Linked DNA regions of Canis lupus: region 2 is linked to region 1. The links are chromatin contacts, called in public Hi-C maps. All regions are on one chromosome and are shown on one strand. Each heading gives the region's core, a stretch centred on a gene start, on an enhancer-like site or on the middle of the called end of the contact. The rest is flanking DNA. Distances are from core to core; before and after follow the strand shown.

Evidence for each region. A called contact is a pair of places that touch in the nucleus more often than the background predicts.
Region 2: a contact with region 1 is called in a Hi-C map of blood, with 1.8 times the contacts expected there. The contact joins the promoter of ATXN1 here to the enhancer-like site in region 1. A contact is called at or near these places in 2 of 9 Hi-C or Micro-C datasets (amygdala and blood).

What each region holds. Positions count from the first base shown.
Region 1 is chr35:17,014,080-17,016,601 of UU_Cfam_GSD_1.0, reverse strand. All of the region lies in intron 3 of ATXN1 (ataxin-1), which reads left to right. Among named protein-coding and RNA genes, the nearest start is that of ATXN1, 150 kb to the left of the region's middle. Within about 2 kb of position 1,256, at least 12 of the 20 cell types and tissues checked have an H3K27ac peak or open chromatin away from gene starts, as enhancers often do. A contact at or near this core is called in blood, where this site is marked.
Region 2 is chr35:17,162,479-17,165,000 of UU_Cfam_GSD_1.0, reverse strand. ATXN1 (ataxin-1) reads left to right here and starts at 1,262. Exons shown (of 8, transcript XM_038584226.1): 1 at 1,262-1,503.

The sequences.
Region 1 (2,522 bases), core at 7-2,506:
TGCCCCCTGCCATCTGGTCAAAGTTTCATCTGCTTCCATTCCCTTGCAGGTGATGCTCTAGTACAGATGTTCAGATGCACTCCAGCACCTCATCGCCCCAGGAGAACACCAAGCAAGGGAGAGCTTTGGGAGGGGTGAGGTGTGGCTCCTTGGCAGAGGCCGGTCTCTACATTTATATTCTTGCCAGCCAGTCAGCATTGCACATACATGTCAACTTGCAGCTACCATGTGCCCTGGAGCAGAGCTGACCTCACCATGTTTATGAAACAGTCTGTTACCGGGCCCCGGGGTCCCCTGCTTTCCCGCTGCCCCCATCCCCATCTTTACTGACTTTCACACTATTTCCATATCCAGAAGCCAGTGTCATCATGCTGTTCTAACTCACTCCCTTATTCTGACCTGCTCTGTACAAAAGGAGAGGAAAACCAGTGTCCGAATGTCTGCTCTGTGTGTGGTTTGGGCCACATACTTTTCTATACATAATTGAACTTGAGCTTTGCACCAACTTTCTGAGACAGGTGTTTGTCTCATTTCACAGCTGATGGACTTGAGAGTCAAGCTAGTAAATAACTTCCCCAAAGTTACAGAGCTGGAAAGTGGTAAAAGTAAGATTAATATTTAGCTTTGATTCAAAACCTGTTCTCTTTCTGTGTATGTGTGTGTTCTTTTTTTTTTTTTTATTCCACTTCCAAGGTAGCCTGTTATTCTCATATTTAAAGAGGAAGATCATCTTTAAGCCAAAGGAAAGATTCTAATTACAGAGGTACAGGAACAGGGAGTTGTTGGAGGGCTGTGGTCTTAAGACCATGCTACACTGGCAACCAGCCCCTGCAAGGTGTGACAAGCTGTGCACACCATCCAGAGTGGTGCATCCAAACATCACCCTGGATGGACTCCACTGCTTTTACTTAATCCTGGCCTACTTGCTTCTGTTTCCAGCACTGTGGAGAACTCAGCTGCTTCTCTCTGCTGTGCTGGCCAGAGATGTGTGCCTTCCTGGCTTCCTACTAAAACTTGAATCAGGTTGGGGAGCACAAAGGTTTTACTTCCAGCCTTGTCTCTCTCCCCGTGGGTTTGGCAGCACTGCATTTAGGAATGTACTTTCCCTTGTGTTGGGAATAGTTTTATGTTTATGAGGGGATAAACACGAGAGGCCTCCTTCCCGAGGAAACCTTTTCCTGCCCTGCTGTCATAATTGTGACCAGCAGAAGGTGCGGTCCTTGCACGCCCAGCAGGGCTGCGGGGCGGGGGTGCGCACATCCGTCCTACACTCTCGGGACACTGGCTGCTGACGAAGGTCCCTTACAGAGCCTCCTTCCACTGGAGGTGTTCATAACCTCTCATTTGCTCGCCGTGCCTGTTGGAGAAAGAGGAGCTGGACGGAGCCACTGGCAGGCGGGCTCCCGCGCGGGCGCCGGGACGCGCGGGGGGCGGGAGGGGCGGGGGGGGCGAGGCGGAGCAGCCGCGGCCCGGCCCCGCCCCCTCGGCGCGGGCAGCCAATCAGGGGGCGGGGGCGTGGCCGCGAGGCCCGGGGAGGAGGAGCCTGGAGGAACGCGTGGCTGGGTGGTCCCGCTGCCTGGAACAGCTCCTTTGCAAGCCTTTCTTAAAAAATATGTTTCGCTTTTAAGTGCCCGGTGCCTGACCGCGAAGGGCCTAGCCCGTGCTGGAGGTGGGTCCTCCGTCATACGGGCTTCCCCTCGGGAAAGGGGCTCCTCTGTGCCGCTGCGGCAACCTCCTCCATCTGCTGCTGTAGGCTTGGAAGTGGGCTCTGACCTCATTTCCCTGCGGAGTTTAAGGGCTTGGGAGGAGGACTAATTAGTCCCTCATTAAGCACTTAACCACAGCGTGCAGTAATTCTCCCGAAAAGGTATTCTAGTCGTGAGATAAAAAGCCAGACACAGTTGTGACATCACATCGGAATACAGAGTCCTTTTAAATCAGAGTTTTTTGTAGTTGGGGGAAATGATTGTGTTTTCATAGCATCTTTACATAACGGTGTTACCAAGGGATCCTTTACAAATGTGATTTTTTTTTTTTTTTTTTTTTTTTTTTAGGGCAGCCCGAGTGGGTGCCTCAGCGGTTTAGCGCCGCCTTCCGCCCAGGGTGTGATCCTGAGGTCCTGGGATCGAGTCCAGCGTCGGGCTCGCAGCACGGGGCCTGCTTCTCCCTCTGCCTGTGTCTCTGCCTCTCTCTCTGTGTCTCTCATGAATAAATAAATAAGATCTTTAAATAAATAAAAAGTGATCTTTTTTTAAAGATTTAGTTTATTTATGAGAGACAGAGAGGCAGAGACATAAGTAGAGGGAGAAGCAGGCTCAGCCCCAACGTGGGGCCGGATCCCTGGACCCCAGGATCACGGCCTGCGCCAAAGGCTCAACCACTGAGCCACCCAGGCGTCCCTAAAATGTGATTTTTAAGGGCCCCTGAGGGGCTCAATCAGTAGAGTGTGCAACTCGATCTCGGAGTTGTGAATTTGGAGCCCCACACTGGGTGTAGAGATGACTTAAAAAGAAAAATGAAAA
Region 2 (2,522 bases), core at 13-2,512, 150 kb before region 1:
CCAGAATCATCTGCAGCAAGCACGCCCGCCCGCCGCGCTGAGCTCCCTCCAGCACGGATGTCACTGCGCTTCCTCCAGGTGCCACACCTGTTGGCAAGGTGCACCCCTCGACAGCAGGCTCCTCGCCACCCAGCTAACACCTGGCGGCGGCACGCGCGGAGGGGGCGGGGCGGTGGGCCGCGGGGACCCGCGCCGGGGGGCCGAGCGCGGAGGAAGTTCCCCAGCGTGGATCCCCGAGAACTGCCATTTGACGTTCGGTTTGCTTTCTGTGTCTCCTGCACCGGTTACCTCATTTCCGATTAAATTAATGATCCGAATGAGCCGCGAGAGCAGCGCGCGGGTCGTCTTCCGAGGCTGGGGCTGGGCGCTACCGAGCGGATTTCCAGACCTGCAGAAAGCGAAACGGGGTGGGGGGTGGGGGGTGGGGGGGTGGGGGTGGGAGGAGGGGGCACCCGCTCCGGCAGGCGGGAAAGGTGACGGTGCCCATGCGGGCGCGGGGACCCTGCAAACTTTCCCGAGTCGCACGCAGAGGCAATCCCCGCAGCCCCGCGGGCCCGGTTCAGGGGCTGAAGCCGCCGCGCGGCGATCCGAGTCTGCCCCCTTAGACGATTCTCGGCGCGCCCCGGACCCAGGGCACGTCGGGATCACCCTCGCGCCCCCTCCCCTCCGCCTGCGGGCCGGAGCCCGACACCCCCCGGAGCGCCCTGCAGGCCGCCGCGAGCTGCACCCCGCCGTCCTCGCCCCGTCCCCCTCCAACTAGGTGCAGGGACCCGGGGAGGCGCGCGAGGACCGACCGGTCACCGCTGAAATTACCTCATCGCTTCAGCTCCCCGCCCCTTTCCCAAACCTGGAAGAAGCGTCCCTCCGGCCGGAGGCGCCCCCCCCGCCCCCCGCTCGCCAGCCGGTCGCCGGCCGCGCGCCGCCTCCCGGGGCCGCCTCCCCGGGCCGCGCGCAGCCAAGGGTTAAGGGCGCCGGCCGGGCCGTCCGCCGCGCCGTGCGCTCGCGCTGCTCCGAGCCGCCCGCCGCCCGCCGCGGGGCCCCCCCCGCCACCCCCCCACCCCCCACCCCCAAGTCGGATCCTTGAGCTGCGGCGGCGGCAGCCAACTGCTCCATATTTGGCTTCTATTACACATTTACATACTGGAGCGAGCGAGCGAGCGAGCGAGCGCGAGAGAGCGCGAGGGAGGGAGGGCGGGCGGGCGGAGGGAGGAGGGAGGGGAGGGGAGCGGGGGGGTCGGAGGAGGAGGAGGGCGAGGAGGAGGAGGAGGAGGACGAGGAGGAGGAGGAGGAGGACGGGGAGGAGGAGGAGGAGGAGAGAGCAGAGTGTACCGCAGACATCATTTCTACTACAGTGGCGGAGCCGTACAGGACCTGTTTCACTGCAGGGGGATCACAAAACAAGCCCCGCGGAGCAGCCGCCAGAGCTACAGCAGCCGCAAGACACTGTTTCTCTCCCTCTGCCCCCCCTTCCCCACGCAACCCCAGATCCATTTACACTTTACAGTAAGTGGCTATTTTTTTCTCCTCTGATTCTCTCCTCCCCCTCCCCCATCCCCTTCGCCCCTTATCTAGATTAAAATTGGCCCCTACCCCCGCTCTCCAGAGAGGGGCAAAAGCAACAACCAGCAAACAAACCCCAAACCCCAGTCGCCGGCACAGAAAACAGCTGGAAGAGGAGCGAAGGAAATCGACGCGTCGTGCTGTGTCGTGTGTGTGTGTGTGTGTGTGTGTGTGTGTGTACATACCGCCTTCTCCCGCTCCAGCCTCCCGGGCCGACACCCCCGCTCGGGGCGCAGGGACTGACGGCAGGGGGGCTGCCGGGCCGGTGGGCGCCCGCCCGGCGAGGGGGCGCGCCCGGGCTGGGGGTGCGGGAGCGGGAGCGGGAGCGGGCGGGGGAGCGGCGGGGCTGCCGGGCCGGCCGCGAGTGCGGAGACCCGCGTCCCCCTCCCTGGAGGCGGCGGCGGCGGCGGCGGCGGCGGCCGGGGGTCGCGCTGCCCTCTCGCCCGCCGCCCCCTGCGCAGCCCGGGCCCCCGGGAGGGCGGCGGAGCCAGTGGGTCCGGAGGGGGGCCGGGCCTCCCCCCCGCCCCCCGCGAGGGCCGCCCGGCCCCTGAGCCCGGGGCGGGGGGTCCCCCGCGGAGGCCGGCCTCGCCCGGCGTGTGGCTGCGGCCCGGGACTCTGCGCGCGGCCGGGCGCCGGGCGGTGGGAGCGCGGGGGGCGCGGAGGGGTGGGCGCGGGGGGAGCCGACGTGCGGGTGCCGGGAGCGCGGCTGGAGCGGCGGCGGCGGCGGCCCTGCCGCCTCCTCCTCCTCCTCCTCCTCCTCCGCCGCCGCCGCCGCCGCCGCCGCCGCCGCCGCCGCCACCGCCGCCCTGTTGGTGCGGCCGCTTCCTGATCATGTGCAGCCGCCGCCGCCCGGAGCCCGGAGCCCGCGAGCGCCCCAGCCCGGGCCGGCGCCCCCGCCAGCGCCCGCGGCGGCAGCGGAGGAGCGGCGCCGGGAGTGAGCGGCTGCGCGGCGGCTGGGAGGG